Linked DNA regions of Pan troglodytes: region 2 is linked to region 1. The links are chromatin contacts, called in public Hi-C maps. All regions are on one chromosome and are shown on one strand. Each heading gives the region's core, a stretch centred on a gene start, on an enhancer-like site or on the middle of the called end of the contact. The rest is flanking DNA. Distances are from core to core; before and after follow the strand shown.

Region 1 (2,963 bases), core at 163-2,662:
CCTGTCTGTGGCTGGTGTGGTTTGCGTAGGAGAAGCAATAATCGTAGCATCCCCACTTACCATGTGCCGGGTGGCTTGCACATATTATCTTTAGTCCTGACAACACTCCTGAGCAAGAGCTCTGGTCTGTTTTACAAAGGCAGGAAACCAAGGCTCAGAGAGGTAGATGACTTTTCTAAAACCAAATGGCTAGCAAAGTAGCAGGGGAGTTTGGGTTCAAATTCAGTTCTACCTGGCTCCAAAGACTGAGTGCTTTGCACCATGCAATAGGGCTTGGGAGACCTGAAGTCCAGGTCAGGGTCATCCATTAACTCACATGGGACTGAGGCAAGCACCTCCCCTTGCTGGTCCTCAGTTTCCTCACCTGTGAATCGGGTAATGCCTAAGGTTAGGACTCTGTTCTCCCAGCATCTGACTTCTTGGAGGTCCTCTGCTGACATGGGTACAAAGAGCAGAATTGTGACCCAGGTGATCTCAGTATCTCCCAGTTTCCCTTTGGGAGGCTCTCTTCTGGCCAGGCTGGTGTCTTCCCACTGCCAGGGGGTCTGGAACCTAGCAGTCACCCCTTCTAGGAGTGCTCTGCTCTGTCCTCTGAACATTCCTTTCTACAGCTTCAAACAAAAATGTTTCAATGTCTTGTCTATGTTTTTATAATGTCTCATCTCTCTTGGGTTCTGCCATCTTCCAGAAGACCTAGGAGGGAAGCAGAGATGCTAGTCTGAACTAAAGGGTGAGGGATTCATGGGCTCCTAGTTGCATTTTTATCAGGAGCTTCTAGAAATAGTGTCACAACCTGAAAGAGCAGATGGTCAATTTAGTAACTTCATCAGTGCCTCTGAGTCCCCTTAGTCCCCTGCACATTCACTGTGATTTGTGTTCTATTCAGCTCTCCCTGAGTATAATGCACTCCCCGAGGGAGGGCAGGGACTGGGCCTTGCTCCCAGGCCAAAAGACTCGATTAATTGATGGAGCACCCAGGCCTATAGCACAGGACTGGAACCCCATCTGACTCTGCTTGTGGGAACTGCAGCCACTTCCTGAACTGCCTCCCCACCTCAGCCAGGCCTGAAATGTATTCCTTGCTAGCTAAAGAAGGGGCAAGGAGGAGGGAGAGGGTTTAGAAAGACAAGAAGCATATGGATTTCTTCTTCCTCAGTCTCTCCAATGCTTGAACCCTCCCAGGCCACAGGAAGCTCCCATGAGCCCAGCTAGGCTCTTTAGGGCCAGGGAGTAAAGCTATCTAGAAGTAACAAAAGGGAAGAGAATGAGCATTAATCAAGTTCCTATTGAGCATAGGCATTATACTAGATGTGTCTACAGACTTATACTTGTCTCCATTTTGCAGATGAGAAAACAGAGGACCTGAGAAGTTATGCTGCATGAGATAACGAGGCTAGTAGTTGGTGGAGCCGGGGTTTGAACTCAGGTCCAAAGGTATGTGCTCTTGCAGGCTGCCTCTGGGTGGCTCCTTGGGACAGAGGCTGTAGAACTTTAGGACCTGTGCCTCGTTTCCCTCAGGACCGACACAGGCAGTCCTGGAGGTCGATGTTGGGTCCGCTGGGGCCAGCCCCACCCAGCCTGTGGACACAGTGCCATGTTACTCTTTGTCCTGGTCTGCATTCACTGGCCATCCACACACATTTTTCTGAGGGATGCTTGGTAACTACGGCCACCAGGTGGCGCTGCAAGGGCTGGGACCTTGACTGCTGGATCTAAGGCTCAGCAGGTTCTTAGGGATCTTCCATGACAGGCCAGGATTCCCCTAAGAGATTCCTAGGAAACTTTTTAAAAAATATATGGGCCCAGAGTGTCTGGTTTGATATTTTGGATTGGATTCTGGGAAACTGTTATTATTTTAAAATGGTGTTAATTTTCTGCATTGGTAAAATATTCACATGGCTCAAAAAATTTAAAATATAAAAAGGTATATAAGCCTAGGTGCCGCGGCTCATACCTGTAAACCCAGCAGTTTGGGAGGCTGAGGCAGGTAGATCACATGAGGTCAAGAGTTCGAGACCAGCCTGGCCAACACAGTGAAACTCTGTCCTACTAAAAATGCAAAAATTAGCTAGTGTGGTGGTGCACACCTGTAGTCCCAGCTATTTGGGAGGCTGAGGCATGAGAATCGCTTGAACCCAGGAGGCCAGGAAGGGGAAGCTGCAGTGAGCTGAGATCACGCCATTGCACTGCAGCCTGGGCAACAAAGCAAAACCCTGTCTTTAAAACAAAACAAAACAAAACAAAACAAAAAATCCTTATTGTTCAAGGGTCAATTTTATATTCAACAAAAGAAGCAAAATAGATTTTAACCAAAGTAACAAAATATGAACAATATATTCATTTGCTTTCCATCAAAACATAGATAAAAAATATTAACAAGCAATAGCTATTGATTTGGTAGGAATATGAATATCCTAGCCATAACTCTTACTTGACAAATTCACTTGATTTTTGATTAGGCAATCTCCAATTGTGGTTTTAGGAATGTTTCACAGTCTGAGGTGCCAGGTTTGTGTGCCTCATGTGTTTTGTCCTTCAGTGTTAATGATAAACGCTTGCATGGCATTCTTAATTTTTGCTTGCACAAGGCTGTCTCAATACCTTTGGTCATTAGGCTGATCCCATTCAGCTTTCAAGTGATCCTGCTTATCTGACTATATAGAAGTCAACATAGCATGATGCTTCTGAAGGCTGTGGCAGATTCTTTCCAGGTGTTGCTCTGCAGCTTGACCTTTGGGAGCCTTGGCTTTAATGATCGCCACTCTGGGAGGGGAGCCCTTAACCTCCTGCTGTAGAATGATGCCAAACTGCCGGCTGCTCAAGCCTCCTTGAGATGGGGGCAGCAACTGCCACTGTCCCCCAACCACGGTGACCTGTAGGACCTGATTCCACAACCCAGAGGTCTGGTTGCCACAGTGCGCCTCACGGGGTAAGACAATTGCTTATTATACACACTGTCCTGC
Region 2 (2,963 bases), core at 327-2,826, 150 kb before region 1:
ATGTAGGTGATCAGCAGGGTCAGCTGAACCCAGCCTTGGATTCATCACAGCCCAGGTACTGGGTATGAGAATGGAGAAACCTCCAGATGATTTCAGCCCCCAGCTATTCAGGTGTTCCCAGTTGAAATCCCAGACACTGCAGAGCAGAAATAAGCCATACACACTGTGCTGTCTGAACTTCTGTCCCTCAGAATGCATGAACATAGCGAAACTGTTGTCCTGTGCCACCAAGGCTGGTAATGGTTTGTCACCAGTGATAGGTAAATGGAAATGGAGGAAGAGGTGTTTAGGGATAGTTTGGTGGGAGACTTCTCATGTTGGTGAAACTTCACCAGTGGGTGTCATTCCCTTAGGTCCACTGACATCAGAAACCACCTCTAGTCTTGGATATTACTCTATATATCATGCTGCTCTTAGGAGAGGAGGCTCGCTGGCTGCGCTGTTCTGAATTATTGTGAAGTTTATAAACAAGGAACTCTTTGCCGAGGATGTCCTGGACCCGGAGGCACTGCTCAGCTGGGGGCGGGGTCCATCTGTATTTGTCCCAATGTCCAAAAGGCTGAAGGGTGTGTGTGTGCTCACACTGGTAGAGGTCCTCTAGGTGCATCTTACACACTCCATCTCATCTCAGCCCCACCATAGCTTCATTAGGAGCTACCGGAAGGAGCGTTTCTCCCACTTTACTGATGAAGAAAGAGCCATGCCCAAGAACACACATGCGGAGTGGCAGGGCAGGGCTTTGAACCTGGTGGTAGGACTCTGAATCTAAGGCCCTTTTGAGGAGCCCCATGGGTGACTTAGGGATGGAAATTCCAGGGGTTGGAGGGGTCCTCATTTGCTTCCTCTAAACAGCCTCTTGTTTTGAAATAAGACAAATGAACTTGGCTTAAGTTCTGTTTTCCCTTCCTTCCTCCCTTCACCCCCTCACTCTCATTCCTTTTTTCCTCAGGGATTTTTTGGCAGAGGGCAGAGAGAGGAACCCATTCCCAAGTCCTCTATTAGAGAAGGCGTGATGGTGAGATGGGGGCTTCACTCAGCAACCGTGCCAGGACAAAGGGCAAACGAGGGCAGGCCGCTCTCAGGCTGGGTCGGGGGCAGTGAGGAGCAGAGCGGCCCTTCTCATCGCAGCCCCCACCTTGCTGTACGCTGTGGGCTTGAGGTTTCCAGGAGAGTCTGCGGTGTAGGGAGCGCTCTGGCTGGGAGGGAGGAGACGGCCTATTCCTCAGTGGGGCTTCCTCGCTCACGGTGTGTATGGTGGGGAGAGGAGCACACAAGTACCATTTTCTGAGGACTGTGCCAGACCATGTCATACGTATAAGCTCATTCAAATCGATTTCCAGATAAGGCCGGGGGTGGGTAGCCGACTTGCCCAAGGCCACGCAGCATGTGCGCGGTAGAGCCGGTAGGGACGCGCAGAGGGTCTTGCTACCGACTCTCCCCGCTCTCCCGGGAGTCTGGGAGCCCTGAGGTGTCCCCTACCCGGCCGGGAAGCTGGGCTCTCGCCCCGGTACTGTCCGGAGGGGGCTCCAGCAGGGGGCGCCCCGGGCCCCGTCCCGGGCAGCCGGGCGCGCCTCCAGCCGGCGCCTGGGACGGGGCTGGCCGCTCCTCCCCCTCGGCTCCTCGGCTGCTCGGCGGGCGGGCGCCGGGCGCTCTGGGAGGAGAAGACTGCAGGGCCGAGCCCAGCGCACCCCGCCGCGTCCCCCGTTCCCGCCGTGCCCGCCGCTCCCACCGCGCCTGCCGCGGCCGCGACCGCGGCAGCTCAGCCTCCCGCCGTGAGTAGTACCCGTCTGCGGGCTCGACGGGCGGGACGGGGCGCGCGTCCTGACGGCAGCAGCGCCCGGGTCTGGGGCTGGCGGGGCGAAGAGATCCGGGGCACTCGCTCGCAGATCCCGGGCCCGCCGCCCCAATGCCTGACGCCGTGGCCCGGGGCATTGTGGCCGGCACCCGAGCGCGGGAGCTGCCCGCTGCTGCCCTGGGGCGCCCTCCGGAGCCTGGCACTTTGACCTGGGAGACAGGGTAGAGGCGGCGGGCAGAGCCAAGCACCCAGCAGGGAGATGGGAGACGGACGTCCATCGAGTTAGGCCCCCTGGAACGGGCAGAGCACGCCCGGCTCCCGGCCAAGTCTTCTCAGCTTGGGCTGACTCTCTCACCTCTTGCTCCCGCCTGGCACAAGGATGTGATGCGAGGAGGGTGCTCAGATGTCTGAGCTTCCTCTGGGGCTGAATGAAGCTGGGGTCCCCGCCATCAGGCGCCCCGGCCTGGGGTAGAGCTAGGGTGGGCGTGGGGGCGGCCAGCAGGTGTGCTGCAGGTTGGGGTGGAACGGCTTGGAAGGGCGTTGCCAACAGTTGACTAGGACTCTGGGCTAGGCATTTTGGAGGTCCCAAGGCTTGCATAGGTCTGGCTAACCCTCACCGTAACTCTGCACGGTGGAAATTGGTATTCTTACTTTACAAAAGAGAAAACAAGGTCCAGAGAGGTGAGCCTCGTTGAGGCCGTGCAGGTAATGGTAAGGCAGTTGTGCACACTGGAGGAGAGGGCACCATAGCTGGCTGCCTCGGGGGCAAGCGGGCAGGGGCAGGGACAGCGCCTGACATCTTGTATCCTGGAATCCTGTGGAGGGCAGCCGCTCTGGTTTCTGACACTGCGATTCCCAACTGCCTCTGTGGAAGATATTCCTGGGAGAGTCCTGTTGACCTAAGAGGCCCTGGTGCCTTGGCCTCTTCACAGCAAACTTCACAGCCCTGTCCTTCCCCAAACCGCTCATCTCCCAAGATGTTTTTTGAGCACCCTCAAGTGGCACCATTGATGATTCAGCACCTTCAGAGGAGACTTGGGCAGAGGGGTCAGGGGTGTGTGGATGTGGCTGGAGGTCTGCTCCTCTGGGGTAAGTTCCTGGCTGGCAGGAATGAGACCCGCACTGACCCTGCCCACCTCCTTGAGGCCTCCCGATTTGTTAGCTGTGG

Evidence for each region. Hi-C and Micro-C count contacts between places; a contact is called where the count stands out from the background.
Region 2: a contact with region 1 is called in a Hi-C map of induced pluripotent stem cells, with 1.9 times the contacts expected there. The contact joins the promoter of DAPK2 here to the promoter of HERC1 in region 1. A contact is called at or near these places in 2 of 7 Hi-C or Micro-C datasets (induced pluripotent stem cells and stem cell-derived neural progenitor cells).

Annotation. Positions count from the first base shown.
Region 1 is chr16:55,883,824-55,886,786 of NHGRI_mPanTro3-v2.0_pri, reverse strand. It overlaps HERC1 (HECT and RLD domain containing E3 ubiquitin protein ligase family member 1), which reads left to right and starts at 1,412. Exons shown (of 79, transcript XM_054667631.2): 1 at 1,412-1,434.
Region 2 is chr16:56,038,512-56,041,474 of NHGRI_mPanTro3-v2.0_pri, reverse strand. DAPK2 (death associated protein kinase 2) reads left to right here and starts at 1,576. Exons shown (of 12, transcript XM_001157721.6): 1 at 1,576-1,772.